Regions from separate parts of the Sus scrofa genome. Here regions 1, 2, 3 and 4 are each linked to region 5. The links are chromatin contacts, called in public HiChIP or PLAC-seq and promoter capture Hi-C maps. All regions are on one chromosome and are shown on one strand. Each heading gives the region's core, a stretch centred on a gene start, on an enhancer-like site or on the middle of the called end of the contact. The rest is flanking DNA. Distances are from core to core; before and after follow the strand shown.

What was found. Promoter capture Hi-C pulls out the DNA fragments that hold promoters and counts their contacts. HiChIP or PLAC-seq counts read pairs in DNA pulled down with a chosen protein or histone mark.
Region 1: a promoter capture Hi-C map of liver shows a contact between it and region 5, with 2.6 times the contacts expected there. The contact joins the promoter of ZNF646 here to the promoter of ARMC5 in region 5. A contact is called at or near these places in 3 of 5 promoter capture datasets (fetal liver, fetal skeletal muscle and liver) and 1 of 2 datasets of contacts at active chromatin or transcription factors (alveolar macrophages).
Region 2: an H3K27ac HiChIP or PLAC-seq map of alveolar macrophages shows a contact between it and region 5. The contact joins the promoter of KAT8 here to the promoter of ARMC5 in region 5. A contact is called at or near these places in 2 of 5 promoter capture datasets (fetal skeletal muscle and liver), 7 of 47 Hi-C or Micro-C datasets (embryonic fibroblasts, heart right ventricle, liver and 2 more) and 2 of 2 datasets of contacts at active chromatin or transcription factors (alveolar macrophages and skeletal muscle).
Region 3: a contact with region 5 is called in an H3K27ac HiChIP or PLAC-seq map of alveolar macrophages. The contact joins the promoter of STX4 here to the promoter of ARMC5 in region 5. A contact is called at or near these places in 1 of 47 Hi-C or Micro-C datasets (embryonic fibroblasts) and 2 of 2 datasets of contacts at active chromatin or transcription factors (alveolar macrophages and skeletal muscle).
Region 4: a contact with region 5 is called in a promoter capture Hi-C map of liver, with 4 times the contacts expected there. The contact joins the promoter of FBXL19 here to the promoter of ARMC5 in region 5. A contact is called at or near these places in 1 of 5 promoter capture datasets (liver), 1 of 47 Hi-C or Micro-C datasets (heart right ventricle) and 1 of 2 datasets of contacts at active chromatin or transcription factors (alveolar macrophages).

Annotation. Positions count from the first base shown.
Region 1 is chr3:17,405,317-17,408,016 of Sscrofa11.1, reverse strand. ZNF646 (zinc finger protein 646) reads left to right here and starts at 1,387. Exons shown (of 3, transcript XM_021086398.1): 1 at 1,387-1,809. It overlaps ZNF668 (zinc finger protein 668), which reads right to left and starts at 1,754. Exons shown (of 4, transcript XM_013987708.2): 1 at 1,233-1,754.
Region 2 is chr3:17,371,758-17,374,469 of Sscrofa11.1, reverse strand. KAT8 (lysine acetyltransferase 8) reads left to right here and starts at 1,360. Exons shown (of 11, transcript NM_001284366.1): 1 at 1,360-1,588. The coding sequence starts at 1,378.
Region 3 is chr3:17,430,088-17,432,787 of Sscrofa11.1, reverse strand. It overlaps STX4 (syntaxin-4), which reads left to right and starts at 1,411. Exons shown (of 11, transcript XM_021086404.1): 1 at 1,411-2,059; 2 at 2,248-2,349; 3 at 2,462-2,561; 4 at 2,698-2,700. The coding sequence starts at 2,030. It overlaps LOC102167315 (a long non-coding RNA gene), which reads right to left and starts at 1,707. Exons shown (of 3, transcript XR_001303274.2): 1 at 1,569-1,707.
Region 4 is chr3:17,520,385-17,523,084 of Sscrofa11.1, reverse strand. It overlaps FBXL19 (F-box/LRR-repeat protein 19), which reads left to right and starts at 1,326. Exons shown (of 12, transcript XM_013987711.2): 1 at 1,326-1,728; 2 at 2,039-2,194.
Region 5 is chr3:17,107,153-17,109,852 of Sscrofa11.1, reverse strand. It overlaps ARMC5 (armadillo repeat-containing protein 5), which reads left to right and starts at 1,330. Exons shown (of 6, transcript XM_021086388.1): 1 at 1,330-1,982. The coding sequence starts at 1,502. It overlaps LOC100626250 (cytochrome c oxidase subunit 6A2, mitochondrial), which reads right to left and starts at 1,230. Exons shown (of 8, transcript XM_021086396.1): 1 at 771-1,230.

The DNA of each region.
Region 1 (2,700 bases), core at 138-2,637, 300 kb before region 5:
TGTCTTTGTTTACTACTGGATTTAGGTGGGGGATGCCATCCTGCTGCTAGAATAGGCTCTAAATGCCAGGAATGCAGATTTAATTCCCAAAGGGTTTAGGCTAGAACCCTGCAGGCAGGGATGAAGTGAAGAGCCCACTTTTTATCCTCTCTCCATCTCAGTCTCCCCACATGTAAACAAGTAGTCACCGGTAGGCCTCACAGGCCACGGGAGATCCGGTGAGATAGCAGATGGGGAACTGTGAACCATGCAGAGAGGCGAGCTAGTCATCTCCTGAACATCCATGCAATCTGGTTAGCCCATAACCTAATCCCAACCCACTTTTTTCAGCCTCACCTCCAGAGGCACTGTGCCCCTCCGCACCATAGCTCCAGCCGCAATTCTCAAACTTCCCCACCTAAATACATCCCCGTACGCAGTTCCCTCTGCCTTCTCCTGTTGGAAAACTGTTGCATCCTTCAAATACCTGCTTCCCCAGTGCCCCCAGGAATAATTAATAGGTAGTAGAGGTAAGGGCACCACTACACTCTGGGCCTCAGTTTTCTCATCAGAAAAGTGGGGTCTCTGAGGCACGTGGGAGTTTGAAGGGCGTTAGAGCCAAGATCTGCGAAATCCCTGCGCTTCCAGCTCCCTGCAACCATCTATGTGTCCGCATCCCTCCAGGCAGAGAGCCCCGCAGGGCAGGGCCCTGGGCTGACTCTTCGCAGAAAAAGCCCTGGGAAAACGTGGCATCGGATAATGTGGCAAGAAGAAAGGAACGATGAATGAGAGAATGAACAAATGAATGGACCGAAGGCCAGGCTCTGGACAAAGGCCTGCAAGATGGCGTTCTCTAGGACCGCGGGAGGGGCGGCCGAGACCTCGACCGGGGAGGGGGCCGCCGGCACCAGAGAACCGTGCAAGGCCGGCCGCGCGCCTGGGACAAAAGCCCGCAACATGGCGGGCTCTAGGACCCTCGGGCCCGCACCATGCAAGGCGGGCAGCCGTGCCGGCCGAGACCAGGCGTCCGCTGCAGCCGGCCCGCCGGGACAGCCGGCGGGTTCTAGGACCCGCTGGGCCCGGAGCCCGCCCGCGCCCTCCCGGGGCCGCACTCCTCCCGCCCCGCCCGCGCTGCTCGCGCCAGGCTAACCCCATCCGCCCTCGGCACCCACAGGGAAACTGAGGCCCGCTCGGATCGCGTCCGCTCTGGGGCCGCCTGGGGGCCCTTGAGGACTCCTGCCGGCGTTTCCTACCTGAGAAGACTCGGGCCGGCTCCGTGGCGCCAGCGGCAGCTCCTCGCACCGACAGAGCCCGGGACACAGCCAGGGAGGGGCAGGCGCTAGGACCCAGCGGGTGGGGGTGGGAGGAGGCGGAGCCAACGAGCGGAAGTGGAAGGGAGCTTTCCTCCCTAGGGAGGAACACAAAGTGTACCGGCGCACCCCCAACCGAAGGTGGAGGAGAAACCCTTTGCAAGGGGTCTCTGTGGGTGCTAATGACAGGGAACACCGGAGTAGGTTTGCGGGTGCACTGGCTATTGCTAGCCTGGGGAAAGGTCACCGTGAACTAGAAGGTGGGAGGACAGAAAGGCCATGCTCAAGACTTGGAGTACCTAAGTCCGCTTATATTCATTCCACAAAATTTCCCTTAATAACAAGGAGTGAATGAAGCTCCCTCCATCTGTCTTGGGAAGTTCTTCAGGGAGCCCCCCGAAAAGTGTCGCCAAAATACTGAGGCCAGGGCTGCAGAACCAACCCTTTTTTTCCCCTCCTCTGCGCTCAGCCAACATGCACCGGAACGATTTTAGCGGCTCTTCCCGGAAGTGTGGCTAAGGTTAGTGCAGAACAACGCAGCTTTTGACCTACGTGGGCGGGGTCAGAGTCGGGTAAGCTGTGTCTCTCCTAGCACCGGAAATGTGGCTGCTTGGAGGCGGGACAGAAGTATTCTCAGGGCGGAAGTTTCGCGGGGAAGCTTTTGCCGCCAGGACACTTCCTGTTTCCTAATAACAATAGGAAGTGTCCGAGGAGGTGAGGGTAGACTGCTGGCTCGTGCCAGCTGCGCCCTCTTTCCTCTACTTCCTTCCTTCTCCCCCTCTCCTTTCCCTCTTTCCCTCCCCTCCCACTTCCCAGGAGCCCTGGTGGAGTGTGCGTGTGTGGGAGCGCGAGAGCCCCCCAACAGCCACCCCTTGGGGCGCGCGGCTGCAGTTAGGGTGAGGGTCCCAGTGCGCAGGCGCGCTCCCGTTCGCCGTCCCCAACGGACGCACCCGCGGCGGGAACGAGAAGGGGTCACCGGTGCGAGGTAGGGGTCCTAGGAGAAAACTGGCCTAGGAGATGAGTGAGGTTAGGACCTCACTGGTGGTTGATGACGAGAAGAGACTCTTGAGCGAAGGGGCTTGGTGAGGTGAGGATTTGGGGAGCAGGTTCAGTAAGGGGTTTAGAGTCAGAGATAGGAGTTATATTAGGGTCCCGTGGGAGTGAAGGGTCAGAGAAGGCCAAAGTGATGTAGGAGGCATGGGGCCTGCTATGGAGAGAGCAAGGGCTTTGGAAAGAAGCTTGCCAGAATAGTGGGTTGGCCAGTGTGTAAACTGAGGTAACAGGCATTGCAGTGTGTTGTGAAGGCTAAGTGACACCACACCTGTTCTTTACTTAGCACAGTGCCTGGCACATGGTAATACTTAGGTAGCAGGGGTTGCTCTTGTCATCAGTATTATGAGAGAAGATAGAA
Region 2 (2,712 bases), core at 111-2,610, 260 kb before region 5:
GGGAGTGGGAAAAGGTACTACAATTTTAACCTTTTTCTTGCCTTGTCTTGTTTCATATGCTGCTGGCATTTAATGCTCCCCTCAAACCTCTTTATTTCCCAAAAGCCAAGTTACCAGCACTTCCCACTGCCATCCCTCACAAAGACTTGCGTGTTTCCTGATCTGTAACCTCAGACTTAGACCTTAAGCATTCCACTTCTCTTAGAATTGTTTTAAGCCCAATAACCAAGTTATAAGTCAAAGATGACTCACAGTGGCCAAAGGGAGGGTTTAATTGAGCACGTACTCTGCCTGGCATTGCTCAATATACTTGTTTTATATTCATGGGATATATCTATATATATCTATATGGTTCAACCTTTATAGAGATACTTGACTTATAGTTTCATCTTTGACTATGCTCTTGGAACAAACACATTTCTACACCTTCCCGAGTTGGGTCAGAACCCAGGATTCCTAATTCACTCAGTCCAAGACGCTCTCCATTATGTCCACTGCCTTTGGCCAGTTTCTGTTTAGGGGACCTGACCCTTTCTTTACAAAGGCTTGATACTGTGAGAGTGGTTTACTAGCTGTCCCAGGATACACCGTTCTGCTTCCCCCACCCCAACTGTCTCCTTTTCCCATCCTAAACAAAGAAGGAAGGTTCTTCAATCTTCAAAAACGGGATGACCTGTATGTGGCTGGCGGAAGGGGGGGGGTGGGTGTTAGTTCCAGGCTCACCTCTAAAGCCAGACAGCCAGGGAGGCTGCTCTGGCTCCGCCCTGGTAAAGTGGAGGCAGTGCTCCCTGATAATTGGCATATCCTGGCTTTCTCAGGCACCAGGGCCTTTTAAAAGATCGATCTGAGGAGTTCCCGTCGTGGCGCAGTGGTTAACGAATCCATGAGGTTGCGGGTTCGGTCCCTGCCCTTGCTCAGTGGGTTACCGATCCGGTGTTGCCATGAGCTGTGGTGTAGGTTGCAGACGCGGCTTGGATCCAGCGTTGCTGTGGCTCTGGCGTAGGCCGGCAGCTACAGCTCCGATTCGACCCCTAGCCTGGGGACCTCCATATGCCGCGGGAGCGGCCCAATAAATAGCAAAAAAAGACAAAAAATATATATATATCGATCTGAGACATCACATCCGGAAAGCCTTTCTCCGCTCTCCAACTCCAGGGTGCAGCCACAGTTCCAAACGTCAGCCAAGTAACTCCAGAGCAACCGGCACTGTCAACGTCAATCTGGTCCGGCGCCGCGGAGACAGCCGCACTAGCCAATGAGCGCCTGCTACGTCACAGACCCCACCCTCCAGCCTACTGCGGCCTCCGCTACACGTCGCTGACCCGGAACTAAAGGCGCTGTGCGGCGCCGGATTCTGGCGTCACTTCCACTACAGCGATGGCGGCACAGGGAGCAGCTGCAGCCGTTGCGGCGGCGACTTCAGGGGTCGCGGGGGAGGGCGACCCCGGGCCTGGGGAGAATGCGGCGGTCGAGGGGACCGCCCCGTCCCCAGGCCGCGTCTCTCCGCCAACCCCGGCGCGGGGAGAGCCGGAAGTCACCGTGGAAATTGGAGAAACGTACCTGTGCCGGCGACCGGATAGCACCTGGCGTGAGGGCGGGGCCCAGGGCCAGGGGGCGGGGTTTATGGCCGGGGCGGGGCCTGAGCAGGGAGAACGCGGAGTTTCGGGCTCGCCCCGGCGCCGCCTGCAAACCCCACCTATCGGGTGTTAGCCAGATTCTTCCTGCTGTGTATAGAGCTCCCGCTCCACTTCCTTGCCCAGTCTTAGTCTTCATTCTCTTGTTAACCCGTTTCCTCACTGGTCGCCCTTGACCCTGTGACTTCCCCTTGCATCCGTCCCCGACAGCTGCCAGCGGAGAGGAGCTCCCAGAACACAGAAACGAACTTCCCCTTTTCTTCTATTATTTTGAGTCATTTCCATATTAACCCCAGAATTCCTTAGAATGGCTTTCATCTTTGTGACCTGTCTGGTTTTAGCAGCCCTAGTAAGGGCCGTTGCCAGACCAGACCACGCTGTCCACTCTTCAGACCACTTATGCCCTGTGCTTGGAATGCCCTACCCTTTTCCTTGTTTAGCCGGCTAGCCCCACTCATCCTTTTAGCATCATATCCCTCGTGATGCCATTCTTGACTCCCTTCAGGCAAAGTGAGTCGTTCCTTTGTGTGTTCCTGCAACATTTTCTACATACCTGAACCATGGTATATGTACCATTATGTTGTCTTTGTCTTCCTCTATCAAAGTGGGAACTTCTGGAGGGCAGGTCCATCCTGTGATCCATCACTGTATCCTCTGTACCCAGCAGCAACCCAGCCCAGGATCAGACAAGCAGGGGTTGCCTTACTCATTTCTTTAATGGTCTGCTATTTGTCAGATGCTATACTGAAAGCTTCAGAGCCATTAACTCACCATTTGAGGCGGACACAGCTGTCGTTATTTTGCAGATGAAGAAGCTGAGGCTCAGAAGGCCAAAATAACTTGTTCAGTTAAATACAGCTAGGAAGTGGGGCTGTGTTATTTCACAGCTAGTCCTCAGGACCCCTGAACAAACAAACCACTGAGTATTGAATTTGGAGCCAGACTTAAATTCAGATAAGTATTAGCTCTTACCATTATTCAAATAGGTGAGCCTGGGTAAGCCTCAGTTTCCTTATCTCTAAAATAAGAATAACAGCCCCCGTCTGGCCCACCTCAGACAGTGATTGAAGGGAGTGGC
Region 3 (2,700 bases), core at 162-2,661, 320 kb before region 5:
TCCAGGAGTTCCTGTCGTGGCTCAGTGGAAACGAATTCCACCAGGAACCGTGAGGTTGTGGGTTCCATCCCTGGCCTCGCTCAGTGGGTTAAGGATCCGGCATTTCTGTGAACTGTGGTGAAGATCACAGATGCGGCTCGGATCTGTCATTGCTGTGGCTCTGGCGTAGGCCAGTGGCTACAGCTCTGATTAGACCCCTAACCCGGGAACTTCCATATGTTTGGGGTGTGGCCCTAAAAAGGACAAAAGACAAAAAAAAAAAAAGTGACTTTCCAGGAGTTCCTGCTGTGGCACAACAGGACCGATGGTGTCCCTGGCGAGCTCGATGCAGGTATGATCCCCAGCCCAGAGGAGTGGGTTAAGAATCTGGAGTTGCCAGATTTTCCAGAAGTCCACAGCAACTCAGTCACAGAAATCTAGGTTTCCTTATCGGGGCTTAGTAGAGAAGGGCCTTTCCTTCCTTTGCTTGACCTTCATATAAGTTCCTCGGGGAGAGCCCTGGGATCCAGGAGTCTTAGATCAGTCCTAGCCATCCTGGCTATGGGGAGACCCAGTGGCCTTGGGGCCTCCTCCTACAGAATGTAGATTTCAAAAAGCATAAGTCATTCTTCTCTGTTGGGCCGGGATGTAATTCTGGCCCTAGAAGAGCATTCTGCTCATAATAAGTGCCTAATGAATATCCACTGAATGAATGAACCTCTAGAGGGTCAGGTTTTGGGAAGTGTCACGATGAAAGCCTGAAGCCTAAAAGAGAGGACTAGGGAACCACACGCGTCATCTTCAGACATAGGAAAGGCTAAAGTTCTGTCCACAAATATTTACTGAGGGCCCACTAGGTGTTGGGATTCGGGTGAGAACCACACAATCACGCCTTCACCTCAAGCAATCACAGGTCACAGTAATGCGGAATTGTTTCTTTTTTGTGTCCTTCAGAGGGTAAACCCTGGTGCAAGGTGGGGGCGAAGGGGTGTAGGTGATATGCTGCTCAACATAATGGACTCTTTTCTCAGCCTGAGCTGTCCTGAAATGGTCTCACTGCTCAGAAGGTGGTGAGTGCGGCGGGACTGCAGTGTTCAAGCCGGGCGCCAGCCGCCCACCTGTCAGAAGCTGTGCCAGGAGTATGCGGGAGAAGAGCTTTCCGCCTCGGGTGAGGTCACTTCCCACCCCCAGATACTCTGCCTACAAACCCTGCAACTCTCTGACGCCGGATCTTATTCTTTTCCGAATTTCAAGGTCTCATGATGTGGACAGCCCCAAATTCTAAGTCGTCAATCTGCCCACACCCCCGGAACCCAAAAGGAATAAAGCCGAATTCAGCCAGGGTCCTACCACCCTCTGTCTCAAAAGATGTCTGGGGGTAGTCGGCGCCCCCTCCCGACTTGTGGGAGCCAGGGTGCCGAGGACGTCGTGGGGAGCTAGGTGTCCCGGAGACCGAGTTGACAGAGTGGAGACACGTGACAGTCAGAGCATCACGTTCTAAGGTCCAAGAGGCTGGGACCGGGCCAGTCACGTGACGCGGGGGGGGCGCCATGGGGTGATGTGAGATGCTGGGTCCCTAGATTACGTACCAATGACGCATTTCCACCTCTTTTGGCAACTAGATTTCCGTTGGAAGATGCGATAGTTCCGGCAAAGGGGGCGGGTTCTCACGTCCTGGCAATTTTGCTTCCGTTCGGGGAGCTGGCGCTTCCGACCTCCGCCTTTCCCTCGGGCGGGGAAGGGACGCGGTGCGGTGCGCATGCTCCAGTCATCCCAGAGGGGGCGGGGCTGAAGCTACGGGAGCGGGAGGGGGGTAAGAAAAGGGAGTTCCAACCTGTGGAAACTTGGGGGTCCCCGAGGTCGGCTCCTTGTCCTCGACGGTGGATGGTGTCAGGGATAGAGCCTCTGGCGGCTCGTGGGGGGCGGTTAGGGGTCCACAGGGTGAGGGCAGAGAGAAGTGTCAAGAGAGTGAGTGGGGTACAGGAGTTCCAAACTTAGAATCTCGAGGCCCTCTGGGCTCCCGCGCCGGGGAGAGGGAGCTCGGGCCGCCATGCGGGACAGGACCCACGAACTGAGACAGGTGAGAAGTCCGGCGCAGCGGGGTTGGGACAGGAGGACGGGGTAGGGTCTAGTTGGAATGCAGGACTCCTGGTCTTCGGGGCAGGGCAGGGAGGGGTAGCTGTGGGATTGGAAGACCCGGAAGCCCGTGAATCCCGCGGGGCGAAAGCAACAGCAAGGAAGTGATGCCAATGACCCCGGCCCTGTCAGGGAGATGACAGCTCTGACGATGAGGACAAGGAGAGGGTCGCGCTGGTGGTACACCCGGGCACGGCACGGCTGGGCAGCCCAGACGATGAGTTCTTCCAGAAGGTAAGAGGCTGGGGTCTCGGTCTGGATTCACGAGGGGGCTGGATGACCCGAGGTGCAGAGCGGTCTGGAGGACTCCCATATCTGCTTCAGCCCTCTCGGTCATCCTCCCCAGGTCCGGACAATTCGGCAGACTATTGTCAAGCTGGAGAATAAGGTCCGAGAGTTGGAGAAGCAGCAGGTCACCATCCTGGCCACGCCCCTTCCCGAGGAAAGTGAGTGAAATCGCGAGTGCAGAACGCATGCTCAGTCAGAGGGATTGTGGGGATGGTAGTTCCATGCAGGTGGTGGCCAGGGAGATTTGTTGAGGTAGGGGCCGTGCTTTGGGCATCATGGCTTTTTCTTGTTCAGGCA
Region 4 (2,700 bases), core at 77-2,576, 410 kb before region 5:
TTAATGTCAACATAGCTGGATTATAGTATTTTCAACCCCTGTTTTAAGTATACATAAATATCTGCTTATGGCAAAAATGTGAACCTGGAGAGCAGGTTATAAGTGAAAAGTAAACATTTTCCCCCATCTCTGTATGCAGTTTCACTCTGCCATCTCCCCACCCACCCGGTTGTGGGCACAGGCACAGCACCTGGCACTGAGGAGCTCTAAACAGTGTAAGAAATGGTCTTGACTTTCAAGAGTCTTCTTCTTCTTCTTTTTTTTTTTTTTTTTGCTTTTTAGGGCCGAACCCTTGGCACATGGAGGTTCCCAGGCTAGGGGTCTAATCAGAACTACAGCTGCTGGCCTACGTCACAGCTACAGCCACAGCCACAGCAGATCCAAGCCACGCCAGCGACCTACACCACAGCTCACAGCAATGCCAGATCCTTAACCCACTGAGCAAGGCCAGGGATTGAATCCACAGCCTCATGGTTCCTAGTGGGATTCGTTTCCACTGCGCCACTATGGGAGCTCCTCAACAGGCTTCTTTTCACGTCTTAGCTAATAAGTGGGGCCAATAGTGCTTATGTTCGGACTGAAGCAAGCTGGATGGGAGTTGTGTTGATCTGGTGAGTACATGTCTTATCCATAAGAGGCAGCCACTGTTCAGCTTCAGCTATTTCTTGCTCAAGGAAGGCAGACTCACTGTTGCTAGATTTCAAGATTCCAAGTGAAAGCTGAAATGTGTTGTTGCTATGCCAAACTTAACACAAGCATGGGCTGGATTTGATCAGTTTGTGGATGCTGCAGTTGTTCTGAGGATGGGCTATGAAATCTTGGATTTTGAATCTTAGCTCTCTCTATGTACAACTCATCCATTCCCAGTTTCCTCATCTATGACATGGGATTCTCGCTCATAGGGGTCTTATGAGGATCAAATGATGTGCTAAAAGCATGTAATGTATGAGATGGATTTTTTTTTTTTTTCTTTTTACAGCCACACCCGTGGCATATGGAAGTTCCCAGGCTAGGGGTCAAATCGGAGCTACAGCTGCTGACCTACACTACAGCCACAGCAACTTGGGACCCTAGCCGCGGCTGCGACCTATACCACAGCTCATGGCAACATAGGATCCTTAACCCACCGAGTGAGGCTAAGGATTGAACCTGCGTCCTCGTGGATACTAGTACAGTGTGTTATCTCTGAGCCACCATGGGAACTCTGAGATGGACTCTTCATAAAGTTTATAATCTAGGCGAAGAGTCAAATGAATCTCAGATGGGAATTATGCTCAAGAAGGTTTTACTGAGACTGTTGTATTTAAACAGAGACCAGAAGGATGAATAGCTAATGGGGTGCAGCAGCGGGCCAGGTGGAGGGGAAGGGCCTAACAGGCAGAGGGAACAGCCCCAGAGAGATCCCTGAGGCAATCATGCAAGCCAAAAAGAAAGCAGTGAGGATGTAAAGGAGACAATCTCCTGGGAGCCAAGATTTCCTAACTGATAAAGTGTGAGCTAGAGGGAGCCTCAGTTCAGCCTGAGGCAGGTCCCAGCAAATTTAGGACTTCAAGTCACACTGGTCAGCGTTAACTTCCTTGACAGTAAAACCACACCCACCAAGTCTTCCGCCAGGCCCTCTAACCCTCTACTTTCCGACACAGAAGAGAGGGCAGAGCACCGCAGTCTGTCTGCCTTGGGGTCAAAGTGAGTAATTTTCCAGGCAGAGGAGGAAGATTAAGAAGGCAGGTAAGAAAGCACAGAGGTAGGAAGCGGTCCCACCTGCTTGGGTGGCTGAGGTGTTCTGGGCGCGGGTAGGGGCGAAAGGTGGGCAGGGGCTCCAAGACTGGCTGGAGATGGGCCTGGGCAATTTGAGCGCCCACAACTTCAGGTTGGGGAATCTGGACAGTTCGCAGGACCTCAGTCAAATGGAGAATGGGCGCCCCCTGGGAGCAGTACTCGGTAGTGGACACAGGAGGACCCAGATGAGGAGGGGCCTGGGAGGAGGGGGTGCGGCTCAAGATGGGGTAGACAGCCTGCCACAGTTGTCTTCTCACAGGCGCTAACTCCTTCGGGTATGATGAATTCCTGGGATCCCAGAACAGCTGGGCTGGAAGGGACCTCGAAAAGGGAATTGCCAACACATGCCCCGTACCAGGCCCTGAGCCCGGCCTTTTCGTGAACATTGTCTTAACACTTCTAACTCCACTTTGAGGTAGGTATCATTATCCCCACTTTTCAGATGAGAAAAATAGAGGTTTGGTGACTTCCCAAGGAGGGGCGGGGATTTTGTACGACTCCAGAGCCCTTTCCCTGGAGCTCTCACGACTTGGAAGATGCCGATTCTCTGAGGTTTGAGGGAACAAGCATCGGGTGTGAGGCGCGGAAGCTTTCCAGGGGACAACAGCGTGACGGTACTTTGGAAAAGAACCACGCCTCTCTGGTCGCGACAATACTTATTACTGTTGCTTTCCTTTAAGAGCTTCCCCTGAAAGATGAAGTCCTCACCATACGGGGAGGCGGATATTATATATTCCTGGATCGCCAGGACGTCTTTCTCCCTCACTCGCATTGATCCCCACTGGTGACATAAATTACCCTCCCTAATAGCGAGTGAAGGCACCAGACTACATTTCCCGACAGGCCATTCGAAAGGGGGTGGTGGGGAGAGTAGGAAGAGGAGGAAAAGAGACTCTCCGTTTCCGTCGGCTCTCAATTTGG
Region 5 (2,700 bases), core at 81-2,580:
AAAAGAGAACGGGATGGAGTCCAAGCTCATGTACATAACTAGGCAAAAGAAGGGCCAGGAATTGTTGCTGACTCCCCCTCCTCCCAGCGCACCCAGGCCGCAGTGTTTAAAGAGTGCTTCCACACTTGCTAGTGCCTCAACTGATAGGTTCCCAGGGGGATGGTGGACTTGAAACACGGGTCAATGACATTAGAAAGTCGCTGACCAAGAATCAACCACCCTGTCTGCTAAGTCAATCAACTACCCCGCCCGATTAACCACCCTGCCTGCTTAAGTCAATCCCTGCCCAAGGCAGGGTGGTTACAGCACTTATCCGGACAGGAGAAATGGAGAGGGAAAGCTATCGTCCTTTGCCACCCTCCTCCCTCGCACATTGTTCCCTCCACGTTTTGCTGGCAACCAGCCTTTTATAACTAGATCTCCACGGAATTCCCATAGTGGCCGGTAGTAACGAACCGACATAGTGTCTATGAGGATGCTGATTAGATCCCAGGCCTTGCTGAGTGGGTTAAGGATCCCGACCTGCCGAGAGCTGTGATGTAGGTCGCAGACGCAGTTTTGATCCCGCTTGCTGTGGTTGTGGTGTAGGCCAGCAGCTGCAGTTCCAGCTCCAATTGGACCCCTAGCCTGGGAATTTCTATATGCCGAGGGTGCGGCCCTAAAAGGGGTGGGGGTGGGGAAGAACAACTCCTCACAATCGCTGCTGATGCCATCCTGAGCTCGGCCCATCTATTTGGGATGCCTTAATAAATCACTCCTGCTTTACTGACTTGGCCTTGGCCGGTCCTCGCCCAGCAAACCTCAAGCACAAGAGGTGAAGACACTCAGGACCCAGGAATCCAGCACCGGAAACGGAAAGGTCCACTAGCTCCTGCCGCTCTAGGAAGTGGCAGCGAACGGTATCGATAGCTTTAACCCTCTTGTTCACTTGACGGAGCAAATGCTCCCATCTGTAGCCGCTGTGAGGAATGTGACACCTTCTGCTTGGCTCGGGTTCTGAGCTCATCAACGCGGACTTCGGTGCCCCGGCCACCGCTGGAGGGGCGGGGAGGACGGCAAAGCGAGCCTGAAGGAAAAGGCTGTCGCTGGGGACACTCTGGGGGCGGAGTAGCCAAGTCACCTGGAGCAGTACAGTACTGAGACTCCGTAGTCGGATATCTGGGTTCTCCAGAGACACTGACCCATTCGAGTACCGGGAGAGTTGCCTACTATCCTACGCGGGGCATGTTACGCTTGGCGCGGACTACGTATCCAAGCATGCGCCGCACACGCCTCTTAGGCACGCACAGCGATTAGATAACCACCACTCTCGTCGAGCCTTCTGCGACTGTGCAGGTCAGAGCACCAAGGATCGGGAACTACAACTTCCGACTGGCATAATTACTGCGGCGGCGCTATTTAAAAAGCGTCAGAGAGGAGGTGCCTGGCCACGCCCCTCCTTCCAGTTCCGCTCTCTTGGATGCGCTGCGAAGGGGGGGCGGAGCCTTAAGCCTGAGCCAAGATGGCGGCCGCGAAGCCAACCCCCACGGACTCGCTCTCGTTCTGCCTCGCGCAGCTCACGGCGGCGGCCGGGGAGGGTCTAGGTGGGGGAAAGGACACAGCTACCAACGAGACACCCTTGGGCCGCGCGCTCTTAGCCCTCCGCACGCGCCACGTCAAGGCAGCGGGGGGAATCGAGCGCTTCCGGGCACGCGGCGGGCTCCGCCCCCTTCTCGCTCTGCTACGGCGAGCGGCTGCAGCGGGTCCCGCCCTGTCCCAGGCTGGCTCAGGCTCCACCCCCTCTTCGGTCGAGTCAGCGGCTTCTTCTGGCCCCGCCCCCTCGCCGGGCCCCGCCCCCTCCGCAGCTTCGTCATCACCGACGCCCTCTCCGCCAGCGCGCCTGCGCAAGACGCTGGACTTAGCGCTCAGCATCCTAGCCAACTGCTGTACGGAAGGGGCGTGCCGGGCTGAAGTGCGCAGACTCGGAGGCATACTCCCATTGGGTAAGTGCTCCGCCCTCATTTCCTAGGATTCCACCCGAACTTGTGTCCTATTCTGGGCGTGGGCAGAGTCTTTGAGTTCTGTGTGTGGTAGCCTGGAAGACTGCGCTTTATGACGGCACAGCGCCCCCCCGCTCTTTAGCTGTCATGACCCGTGATGTCACTGCTCTCTATAAATTAGACCCTAGCCCTCCTAGATCAGATAATTACAAGCAGTTACTTACTGGCTGTGGAGCACCACTCTCGCCTCTGGGCTGGTGGAGGCCAAAGGATTATGTAGTGACTCTTTCAAATGATTCTTACTCTCCACTTAAGGCCTTGTGTCTGGCCTTGTGCAGGAGCAAGTCCCATTTGATGAACTGGTGGTCAGAAAGTGTGCTCTGCGGTCAGCTAGACTCATCCGAGGCTAGGATGGTAAAATGGTGTAATAATAGTTACTTCAAAAAATTGGAATAGGGAGTTCCCTTCGTGCTTCAGCGGTTAACGAATCCGACTAGGATCCACGAGGATGCAGGTTCGATCCCTGGCTTGCTCAGTGGATTAAGGATCCCACGTTGCTATGAGCTGTGGTGTAGATCGTAGGTGCGGTTCTGATCTCCCCTTACTCTGGCTCTGGTGTAGGCCGGCGGCTGTAGGTCTGATTAGACCCCTAGCCTGGGAATTTCCATATTCTGTGGGTGTTCAGCTCTAAGAAGCCAAAAGAAAAAAGAAAAAAAGGAAT